Regions from separate parts of the Hordeum vulgare genome. Here regions 1 and 2 are each linked to region 3. The links are chromatin contacts, called in public Hi-C maps. All regions are on one chromosome and are shown on one strand. The core of a region is the stretch at or near the end of the contact, and the rest is flanking DNA. Distances in the headings are between cores, read along the strand shown. Region 1 holds the start of LOC123425604 (translocase of chloroplast 101, chloroplastic). Region 2 holds the start of LOC123425577 (40S ribosomal protein S4). Region 3 holds the start of LOC123407562 (BTB/POZ and MATH domain-containing protein 2-like).

Evidence for each region. A called contact is a pair of places that touch in the nucleus more often than the background predicts.
Region 1: a Hi-C map of leaf shows a contact between it and region 3, with 6 times the contacts expected there. The contact joins the promoter of LOC123425604 here to the promoter of LOC123407562 in region 3. A contact is called at or near these places in 5 of 6 Hi-C or Micro-C datasets (leaf and seedling) and 1 of 1 datasets of contacts at active chromatin or transcription factors (embryo).
Region 2: a Hi-C map of leaf shows a contact between it and region 3, with 4 times the contacts expected there. The contact joins the promoter of LOC123425577 here to the promoter of LOC123407562 in region 3. A contact is called at or near these places in 4 of 6 Hi-C or Micro-C datasets (leaf and seedling) and 1 of 1 datasets of contacts at active chromatin or transcription factors (embryo).

What each region holds. Positions count from the first base shown.
Region 1 is chr1H:86,107,597-86,111,596 of MorexV3_pseudomolecules_assembly, forward strand. LOC123425604 (translocase of chloroplast 101, chloroplastic) reads right to left here and starts at 2,487. Exons shown (of 5, transcript XM_045109307.1): 1 at 1,449-2,487; 2 at 1,275-1,352; 3 at 1,037-1,189; 4 at 857-913; 5 at 1-765. The coding sequence starts at 2,297.
Region 2 is chr1H:85,709,358-85,713,322 of MorexV3_pseudomolecules_assembly, forward strand. LOC123425577 (40S ribosomal protein S4) reads right to left here and starts at 2,480. Exons shown (of 5, transcript XM_045109271.1): 1 at 2,355-2,480; 2 at 1,458-1,535; 3 at 1,184-1,364; 4 at 970-1,067; 5 at 16-625. The coding sequence starts at 2,357. The coding sequence ends at 188.
Region 3 is chr1H:85,901,206-85,905,142 of MorexV3_pseudomolecules_assembly, forward strand. It overlaps LOC123407562 (BTB/POZ and MATH domain-containing protein 2-like), which reads left to right and starts at 1,829. Exons shown (of 2, transcript XM_045100728.1): 1 at 1,829-2,058; 2 at 2,167-3,502. The coding sequence starts at 2,179. The coding sequence ends at 3,204.

The DNA of each region.
Region 1 (4,000 bases), core at 1,237-3,736, 210 kb after region 3:
ACCAGTAGCAGCTTTCAGTAGGGCAGCTAAAGCAGCAGAATCGAACCCCTTCTCATCATCATCCTCATTATCGTCGTCATCATCATCATCCTCAGAATCATCAAGAACAATCTGCCCATCCATGCTATTAGTGTACTCCCTTGAGCTGCTCAAGCCAGACACAGGACTACCACTTGAGGATCCTTCACCAAGCTCCTTCATGATCTGCTTTGCAGCTTCAGAGTTCTCTATGATTGCAACTCGTGCAGGACTCCTGTCAAAGCTCACCTCATCATCGTCCTCATCACCCTCATTACCACTCCCATCTTCCTCATCAGCTGCAGCTAAAACAATCTCATCATCAACAGCCTCTACTTCATGGTCAGCAACATCTTCTGCACCATCATTCTCCTCACCACCTGTGTCTTCCTCATCAGCTGCATCTACAGTTTTCTGGTCATCAGCAGCTGCAACCATAACTATCTCATCATCACCAGCCTCTTCTTTGTGGCTAATCACCTCTGCAGCAGGTTCATTCTCATCGACATAATCATTGTTTTCCTTGACAGGTTCTGGAGCCAACTCCCGAGACAAGATAACATCATCGCCACCAGCAACAACACTCTCAACCTCTGTAGGCTTCTCAACACCAACATTTTCCACACTTCCACTAGCAACCACCTGGTCCTCTGCATTTTGTGCCTTCTCATTGCTTTCAGTAAGCGGAATGTCTGCGCTTGAAGGAGCAAGCTTCACCAAACTCTCCGAGCTAATGTCATTGATAACCTGGTATGGATCATTCGAATTCTTTATATCCCAAATCCACATTAATGTTAACATTACTAGCAAAGGAATTAGATAGAACATGCCCACTTACCTCAGGACTTGCATCGTTTTCTGGCTCAGGCTTTGCCGCCTCATCTTTCTCATTAGCCTGGTAATCCAAGCTACCATTGTCAATAACCTGGTTTGGATCATTTGATTTGTTTAAACCCCAATAGTGTCAACACTAGTAGTAGGTAGTAGCAACGAAATTATATTGGGCATGTCCACTTACCACTGGGCTTGCATCGTTCACCGGATCAGGCTTTGCAGCCTCGTCTTCCACATTAGCATGGTTCTGAACTGGGCTTGCATCATTCACCAGATCAGGCTTTGCAGCCTCCTCTTCCACATTGGCATGGTTCTCCACGGTACCGTTATCAACAACCTGGTTAATGGCATTTGAGTTGTTCACATCCTCTAATGGTGTCAACACAACTAGTAACAGAACTAGAACGAATATGTCCACTTACTACTGGACTTGCAGTGCTCTCAGGCTCGGGCTTCACCGCCTCGTCTTCAACATCAACACGGTTACCGCCGTCAGTAACCTGGATTGGGTCATTTGAATTGTTCATACAAAAATCCTACCAGTATCAATACCATCAACAAAAAAAAATTGATTGATGATGAAGAAGCCCACTTACCACTGGACTCGCATCACTTTCAGGCTCCTGCTTTGCAGGCTTGTCTTCCACATCAGCCTCATTCTCCAATGATGCTTCTTTAGCCTCTTCACCTCCCACCGCCACCATCTCAGCAGGCTCTTCAGCCTCACCACCCAAATTGCCATTGGCTTCAGCTGTAGGAGCCACCTTATCCTCCGGCTCCGCCGCCTCCATGCTCCTGGTGGAGGCCGTAACCGCCTTCTCGCTGTCAAACTCACCATCATCTTCGCCTCCAGTGGCCACCTCTGCAAGCTTCTCAGCCTCTGGTTTCTCCTCGGACAATTCAGCATCGACTGCCACGTTGCTCACTTCCTTCACCTCCAAAGTGGCACTTTCCTCTGGTTCGCCGGTCAATTCAGGCTTCTCCTCACCTACCGGCGCATCAGGGGATGGCAGGGAAGCAGCCCCCTCGCCCAATTCACCATTGTCGGATTCAGGCTTCACTGCAACAGGCGCCTGCACCAACAACGCAGCCTTCACATCTTCCACCGTCAATCCTCGGTCACCTTCCTCCTGCTCCTTGGCCGCAGCCGCCGCCTCCTCCTTCCCTTCTCCCTCCCCCTCGCTTGCATCTTTCCCATCTCGTACCGCTGGTTCCACCTCCCCACCGTCCTCCGCCTCCTCGGCCCCGCCGTTGTTGGCCTCCGAACCAGTAAAGCTACGGTCTTTCCCCTCAAATCTCACCTCCTCGCCCTCCCCTACTCCACCCACCTCCTCCGGCGCCGCCCCGGCACTCTTGGTCCCCTCCGCCGCCGCAACCTCGTCCGCATCAGCCGCCGGAGGCCGTTCGTCGGCCACGGGCGCGGCTCGGGCGTCGGTGGTCGCCATGCTGCCGCCTCTTGCTCCGCCCACAAGCAAAACAGCAGCAGAAGTCGTCGGATTCCGTCGTCGGAGGAGATGGAGGGGATGGGAGGGGAGAGGGGAGGAGAGGATAAGGTGAGGGTTTTAGGTTAGGCTACTCGATTTATCTCGTGAGTATATATAGCTCAATTCGATTTGGGTCTGGTTTGGCGTGTAATTCTGGGACGAGATGGCAGCCAGCCAGGGTCCAGGGGTGAGATGAGGAAGCAAGCAATGGGCAGATTTGGGGCGATGGTGATAAGGCGTTTATTTTTATGGACTTTTATTACTACTTAAAATACAGTTGCACTATTTCATCTCGTTGAGGGCTCGCGCGTGAGCCGTCCGTTCACGACAAACTACTAACAAAAAGATGTCATTTCATCTCGCGATGTACCTGAGATGTATGGTCACTAAGGATTCCCTCAGATCCACTGACTTCACGCTGCAGCATTAGCCCTTTACAGCCCTCTAATATTCATCCAAAACTTATCCAACGATGTATATGAGATAAGGCAAAAACTTTAGCATTTAACTGTCTAGAAAAGGGCGGGCACGAAATTTGGGATTCGCGAGCACGTCCGGAACACTCCCGCGCCGCCAACCAGTCGGAGAGGAGGGGCGGCCGCCGCTGGAGGAGAGGAGGGGCAGGCAGGGGCGGAGCTGCATGGAGCTACCCTGTTGCATGGGCAACAGGGTCAAGCAGCTTTTTACAAGTAGTTTAGCACTTGGATCAAGCATGTGTATAAGTGCATCAGGCTAAACTAGCAAGGGTGCAACAGGGTAGATGCAGATGTCGCTCCGTCCCTGGGGGCAGGTCGTGTCGTCGCTAGGGAAGAGGAGGGGCGGATCGCACCGTCGCTCGGGGAGAGGAGGGGTGGCCGCCGCTGGAGGAAGGGAAGTGCAGGTCACATCGTCGTTGGGGAGAGGAGGGGCGGCCGCCGCGGGAGGAGAGGAGGCGTCGTAGCTTTTTACGATCTCTTGACAACTTCACGAGTTAACGATGATATCTTTATGATGACTGATCTAGTATCTTTAAAGTTGTTAGATGGTATTTTGGACACATCTAATTACAGTATTTTGGGTGTTAGCCAGTCTTTTTTGGTCAAAGTGTACAAGTTAAATGGTCTTCTTTTGTGTACTTGATTGATTACTTAATATTGGCATTTTTTGTTGTAGCATTTGAATGTTATGTGCTACAACTTTTTAATGTCAAATGCTACTGGATTTGCAAATGCAATTGGAGTGTTCAATTTTGATTGCATAATATGCTACTATATTATCTGTTCATTTTTTGTTGTTATAGTTTGCTCATGAGTATTCTCGTCTCTTTATTTTTTTTGGTTACAATCCATTCAAATCAAACAGAATCAAAGTGCATTGACTCTACGTTGTTTGCTGTCAAATGTTGAAGTTTTTGCCTATGTTTCATATACATCGTTGGATATGTTTTGGATGGAAATTAGAGGGCTAAAGTTGCAGCGTGACTTCACCAAGTGAAGTCACTCGATCTTATTCCATTCCCTCGATGCATGTGTTGATGTCATCTCATTTTATTCCGTAGTATTTCTTTTCAAGAAGCTATAACTTTTGAACCGAGCGTGGAAACGAAGATCCGTTTTTACCGTTAGGTTTCTCGCGACAAGATCTTTAAAACTATATCACATATGGATATATTTCAATGATTTTTT
Region 2 (3,965 bases), core at 1,230-3,729, 190 kb before region 3:
ATTAAGATAACCAGATGAGGTCTCGAAATAGCACTTAATAAGGTAAACATCCACATTACATCTAGCAGCATCCATGGGTTCGCAAATCAACAAACATCAGGCAAAACTTAAAAAAGATGGTTCCAGGAACATAGTTCTATATCCTTGCAGATAACTGGCTATAGCAAAACGACTCAACGCCTCAGAATCAGGCCTTGGCAGCAGCCTGAGCTGCGGCATCCCTCTTCCTCTGCTCCTCAATGATGGTGAGCTTGATACCCTTGCCCTTGGGGAGGCTCACCCAAGGCTTGGTGCCCTTGCCAATGGTGAACACGTTGCCCAGACGGGTGGCAAACTGGTGACCCTGGGCATCCTCAACGTGGATGGTCTCAAAGGTTCCCTTATGCTTCTCCCTGTTCTTGATCACACCAACACGCCCAGTGTTGCGCCCACCAGTCACCATGACGACGTTGCCGACGTCAAACTTGATGAAGTCAACAATCTTGTTGGTCTCCAGGTCGAGCTTGATGGTGTCGTTGGCCTTGATGAGTGGGTCTGGGTAGCGGATGGTGCGGCCATCATAGGTGTTCAGGTATGGGATGCCCTTCTGGCCGAACTGGACAGACCTGACCTTGCAGAGCTTGAACTGCACATGGAGGAAACTAAGTCAGGAGAAAGATAGCTAATGGAATATATACATTACAGGATAAAACAGATGACAAACTAGAATCTATCTAGGCAGGATCAGAAAACAAAATGGCATCTTCAGAAAATGGATAACAGGATTGAGACAGATAAACATGGTGAACAAATAGAACAGCAAAAATACAACAGTAGTACAATGCCAGGCAAGTGACATGAGAAACAGCAAGGTATGTATTGCAAGAGGATATCAATGCTTGCCCATATGCAATATATAAGCAGTTCTAGAAACCGAAGGAATCAGCATAATGGAAGAACAGCAGGATAATGGATAAGGATAGGGCTAACCTTAGCATCCTCATCCCTGACAGAGTGAAGGCGGAAGCGGCCCTTGGTGTCATACAGAAGCCTGTAGTTCTCACCAGTCTTGGGAATAGAAATAATGTCTGGTAGACAATATGAAAGTATGTATCAGCAAACAAATGATGTTCAAGAATATATGCACAATGTCAACTCAGATAAAGATGCAAACACATTTTAGTACTAGAAGATTAGAGCATACCCATGAAACCAGCAGGGTAGGTCTTGTCAGTGCGGACCTTTCCATCAACCATAATATGACGCTGCATAAGGATAGATTGCACTTCACGGTACGTGAGAGCATATTTCAGTCTGTTCCTCAGGATGAGGATCAGAGGCAGGCATTCCCTGGCCTTGTGAGGACCAGATGATGGCTTGGGGGCCTGAAATCAAAACACAAATCAAACATCAGAACACTGAACACAAGCATCTTAACTGGCAGAAGATGCACAGGCTAGAAGAACCGATGCACTTACAAAAGCTCCACCAAGCTTGTCAAGCATCCAATGAGACGGGGCATTGAGCCTCTTCAGATGCTTCTTCAAACCCCTAGCCTGTAGACAGATAAACAAGGAGGCAAATTACTATCGTTTCAAAACAAGAACAGCAAATGAGCACAGTTGCTACATTAGATCATTGACATAACAAAAATGGTTAAGGTTACAGGAGTTATCTTCAATTGTTGACGGGAAATACATGCCCTAATTAAGAATACTTATCAACTTAGCAGGTTAGTAATTTTAACATTGAAATCACTTTACTTGTGTGAACACTAACAGACATCAACAGAAATTACGATCTTCAACTGATGGTATATAATCAACTGATTAATCAGTCGGGCATGCAACTTTCGAAAGTGGTGACGCTCTGCAAATTGATCTATCATAGCTTTCCCCTAGCAAGAACGATCAAAGATTGGGCATAAACCATTCGCTAAGCAGGAACTGTACTTTGGAAACCATATAGACAACACACGAAACTGATCTACAATCTACGACTCCAGAAGTGAAAATCTCGTCAAATCGGGCGGCTAAAACTTTCAAAGCCACTCCTGTAGCTGCCTCCAGAACATGAACTAAAGCAGTGCTACATGAATCAAAGGGCTAATCTATCGGACGAAGTGCGAGGAACCCGCTAACAGAAAACAATGCAACCCATCGGCAGAAGGAAACCCTAGGCGAAACACGAACAAATCTACGGAGCCGACAAGAGCACAAGCCACCGAATGACCTCAACGCCAGAATCGAGGGTCTCTGAAGCAGCACAGCGGCGGCGCTACACATTCGGACGGCGGCGGCTACGGATCGGATCTACGACAGAGGCGTAATCAAGCACGCGGAGGGATGGGGGAGGGGGGGAAGGGCGTCGCTCACCATGGTTGCGAGCTCGGGCTAGGTCGCCGTGCTTCTCCTCTTCGGGCACCCCCGCCGCCTGCTCCTTCTCCTCTGCTACGCGCCGCCGCCGGGATGACAAAGAATGAGGACGAAGCGATGGGGCGAGAGAGCGTATATATATACTGCGAGGGGTAGGGTTTTAGTGCCCCCGTTCGGCTGTGTGGGCTTTCGGCCTGGTCTTGGGCTTGACACGGTTGTGGGCAGCTAGCGTCCCTTCTGGAAATGAACAAAAGCCCATATCATCCCTGTCAGAGACGGCCTAGCGGCTCTGGGCCATATCTCAAGAAGAAAGGGTGGGCTCTGGACCATAGCTTTTTTCTTTCGTGTAGCTCTCGACCATAGCCAACAACGGCCATAGCATCCCTGTATGAAATTTATTTTATACTAGCAAAAGGGCCCGTGCGTTGCAACGGGAAAAAGAATACGACTCACTTTTAACTTATAAAAATGGTCTATAATGTAGGTATTTGTACGTACGACCCAAACAAAGATGATGCTAGACTACAAAAATGCAGTTTAAGATTCCACGAGTCTTTTATTTAAACACGGCTTGCATGTAGATTTAATACATACAAAGAAACGGTCAAGTGGTCTTCAATTTCGTCTCCAATCCTCATTTTGCTGAGATATTCATCCATAATCCAGATCAGTATTGGTATGAAAGAAAGACGGATAATACATTATTGATTAAGATTGCATCCTATATATTAATTTTTAAATGTTTAACAGGTAAAATAACATCATATTCAGATTCAACATATTTTTCTAATCAAAATCCATATATAACATGTTAGATTTTGAGTTACGGTTTAAAAGATATGAGTATTTAAAATAATATTTAATATGTACTCCATGTTTAATGTTAAAAACATCAAGGGGTTTTCTATAAAATAGCATGGTGGACTAAGAATACCTATTTCTTTTATTAATATAGCAAAAGGCCCGTGCGTTGCAACGGATTTTTTTTCGTAATTTTCAATGAAGATGACCATATTTTACTGCATCACTGAGATACACTATCACTCTTAATTTCGTGAAATCATGAACAATTTAGAAATCATAAGATTTTCTAAAAATCATGAACATGTTTAAATTCATGAATATTTTTTTATCACTTATAGATGATATTGACAATGGGTTAAGGTGACAATTAAGCAACAATTTTGCGAGATGGCCTCTATGAAAAAAATTACATGTTAAATTTGAAACTGAGGTTTGAAAGATATGAATATTTTAAAAAATACTTTAATCTGTAAAATATTTAAGGTTTGAGAAAAGGCTAGAAAAAATGGAGAGGACGTGGGGTCAAACCCAGGTCTCCATGATGAGGTAGATACGGTGCAGCTAAGAGGCTAGCTAGTGCCCTTGTGTAGTCCAAGGGCATAAAGGTTAATGAACCAGAAGTTAGCGGCGACGCTTTAAGGAAAAATAAAATCATTTTCCATTTATTAATGGCATTGATGGATAATTTTCACCAAATTGAAGAACAATATTAATGACGGATGACAGAAATACTAATTGATTTAATAATAGGTAAAGATGTTTTAAAGGAAGCAATTTAGGAGTACTTGAAATCCACCAAGGAAAATG
Region 3 (3,937 bases), core at 579-3,078:
GCCGCTTTCTCGACTCTTCCTCTGCCTCTCCCTCGCCGCTCCCTCTGCCATCATGCCGCCGCGCCGCTGTTTATCCTCGGGCTACCGCGGCGTCCGCGAGCGTCCCTCCGGCACCTACTACGTCAAGATCTGTCCGATGACGTCCGCCTCGGCCTCGGCACGTTCGAGACCGCGCACGAGGCCACCCGCGCGTACGACGCGGCGGCGTGGCGAGTAGAGCGGCCTCACGCGTAGATGAACTTCCACGAGATCTACACGCGCGAGCAGACGCAGAACCTCGTCCCTCCCCCTCGTCTGATCACGGAGAAAGACCGTCAGGAGCACCGTCGGCAGCAGCGCCGGCTCCTCGTCGCCGAGGAGGACGAGCGAGCCATGACGGAGTGTCGCCGGCGCCACCCAGAGGACGTCGCCAATGAGAACGCCTACTGGACGGAGAGGACGACAAGGCGTCACGCGGAGCGGCTGGACAGGCGTCGGCGCAAGTTACTCGCCATATCGCAGTGCGGGGCCGTCAAAAGCGGTTTGCCGTCTATCTTCACGTCCAACGATGAACGTTGGGAGGACACGTTTCTATCTACCTCCGACAGCACCAACAGTGACGACTCGGAGTCGTTTTATATCTATATATGCTAGTTTTAATATCTATGTGCTGAACTTGTTTTATTATCTTTGTGTTGAACTAGTTTTATCTATATGTAATATATTATCTATGTTTTATTATCTATATATTTTTATCTATATGACAACAATGAACTATATGCGTGTTGGACAAGTTTTGGGTGTTGGAGCGCCACATGCGTGCTAAATTTACAGCGGCTACTGGAGCGCCGCACGCGTACTAAATATGCTGCGACCGCTGAAGCCGGCGCCCTAAAAAAAGCTAACCACGTACTGTATATAAGTTTTTTGAGCACCGGTCGAAGCGCGTCTGTTGGAGATGCTCTTAGCTTGCGCCGAAACCTACAACTGGCCGGGGTTGAAGAACAAGTGCATTGACTTCTTCGTAGTGGAGGAAAATTTCAAGAAGGCCATGTTCACTGATGGTTATGCGTTGATGGTTCTGAAATTCCCAGAGATTATTGTTGAGTTAAAAAAGAGGATTTAGGAGATAACGTAGTGAAATACATCTCCATGTGTATAGTGCAGGCGTTCAAGCATAGTTTTAGCATGGGCCCTGTTTGGATACTCTAGCTTAGCTAGTGGTTAGAGTTAGTTTTTAGCTCATGACTAACCCTAAACTAACTCTAGCCAAATAGGTGTTTGGATGGAAGGGTTAGATTGACAACAGATGCACTTTATGGAAAGAGAAAGTGTTTTTTTAATGGGCATCATGAGAAGTAGCTCCAATTAGCATCTCTTGGGTGGTGGGAGAGAGAGAATTTTTTTTTTAATGAACCTTACGAGAACTAGCTCCAATTAACACCTCTTGGGTGTGATAATTTTTTTTAGGTGGATTAGATGTAACTAGCTCCAATCTAATCCTTGTGTTTGAATACTTTAGGGCTAGTTGAACACAAACTTAGATCAAATTAACTTTAGGCTATAGATCCAAACAGGGCCATGGTGTTTTGAAGTACGGTGGGTGGTACTTGGCGTCTTTATTAAGCAGAGCTCGGAGACCGAGATTGCAGGATCTTCTTCTTAGCTACTGAGGCCTGATAGCGATAGGTGAAGTGAGGTGAGGTGGAGGATGTTATCAGATAACTGAGATGTAAAGTTAGGGATGCGGATGCTGGAACGTGAGGTGTTGGTCTCCCGAGCAGACTAGAGAAAGCGAACCAAGGAGCATATAGTCATATAATAGATGGCGGGGCCTGGAGGAAACTGGCGATAAAATTGCATACTACTATTATTCAAACATGGAAAAGTCGTTGGTACAGTTGGTGGTTAGAAGCCTGCACGAACAAAGCCGCCGGCCGGTTCTTTTGCTCCCTCGGTCAAATTTAGCGTGGACTCGCAAGCGCCGGCGGCCAAGAGGGCAGGCTACCAAGAGCAGCCTCGGCTCCAACAGATCGCCGCCGCCAGTAGGCCAACCTCCGGCGGCTGGAGAGCAAGCCAGTAAGTGTCCACCTCTTCACCCACCTCTTGTGTTCTTCTTTGGTCCCTCCAGCCTCCGGCCGTCTGGCGTGTGCTCAATCTGTTTACTAGAGCTTAATATTTGTCCAGCGAGCTAGCGAGATGGCAGAGCCGACGGCGAGGATCACCACCGTGGGCTCTTCGGCCTTCCGGTTCATAGTAGACCACGAGCAAAGCAAGAAGCTTCCCATCGGCAAGGCCATCCACTCCGACGTCGTCTCCGCCGGGGGGCACCACTGGAGGATCGAGTTCTTCCCGCGCGGCCAGAGCGAGGCCGACAAGGGCGAGTATGTTTCCATCTTCTTCAGGCACATGAGCAAAACCACAAGCGTCAGGGCCGTCATCGAGGCCTTCGTCATTGGCAGCGACGGCAATCCATCTGCGCCGGACATACTGCAGAGGACATTTCAAACCTTTGAAACCAACGGAGATAAAGGCCGCCGTGATTCCTGGGGATGGAATCGGTTCGTCAAGGCAGCCATCCTGGAGAAAATTTTCTTAGCAGAGAGGCGCGTCACGTTCGTATGCGCCATCATACTCATTGACGACAAACCTGCTATTCCCGTCCCGCCTTCAGATATCGGGACTCATCTTGGCCGCCTGCTTGATCATGCCGACGGGACAGACGTTTCATTCATCGTCGGCGACGATACTTTCCTCGCTCACCGCGCGGTGCTTGCTGCTCGCTCACCGGTCTTTAGAGCACAGCTCTTCGGTTCCATGTCCGAGGCTACCATGTCATCCATCAGGTTGCACGACATCACGCCTGCAACTTTCAAAGTTATGCTTGGATTTATATACATGGATGAATTACCCGGACAAGACGAGTCCAACGACTATTCCACCGAGATGCTCCAGGATCTACTCGCTGCGGCTGATCTATATGCACTTGATAGGCTCAAGGTTATTTGTGCCCAAAAGTTATGGAACGCAGTTTCAGTAGACACAGTTGCAACCATGTTAGCTTGTGCCGAAACCTATAACTGCCAGGAGTTGAAGAATAGCTGCATTGACTTCTTCACAGTGGAAGGAAATTTTAAGGAGGCCATGTTCACTGATGGTTATGCATTGTTGGTTCTAAAATTCCCGTTGATTACTGCTGAACTCAAAAAGAGGGTTAGAGCATAAACATGTTTATGCTTCAGGCGTTCAAGAATAGTCTTATTTGGTGTTTTGGATTTGGTGAGTGGTATCTGACACCTTGTGAAGCATATAATCTATATTTGCTGAGGAGGGAGCCTGGAAGCTAGAAATTGTAGAATCTTATTCCTGAAGTTTTGGTCTTAGTTGCTATCGAGTATTAATACCGATAAATCATATGATTGCCAAATTACCAACTCATTTCTCTGTTTTTCTCTTTGTTCTTTTGTACATGTGGTGTCACGAAACCTTTTAATGTATTCAGTTTTGCTATGTTGTTGCATAACTCTCTCGTTATATGTCATGTTAACTCCATGGTACTATATGGTCAATACATCATCCATCAGGCTACACGACATCAAACCTGCAACATTATGCTTAGGTTCATTTAAACAGATGGATTTCTCGGAGAAAACGAGCTTGAGGACTCTTCCGCTGAGATGTTTCAGGATCTACTCGCTGAGGCTCATCGGTATGCACTGGACCGACTGAAGATTATTTGTGCCCAGAAGTTATGTAGATACAGTTGAAACAATCTTAGGCTGAAACTTACAAGTGTTAGGAGTTGAAGAACAAGTGCATTGACTTCTTTGTTGTGGAGGGAAACTTCAGGGAGGCCATGTTCACTGATGGTTATGAGCTGCTGGTTCTGAAATTACTATCGACTACTGCTGAGCTCAGGAGAATTTGGGTATAATGTAGTGAGATACATCTGTGAGTG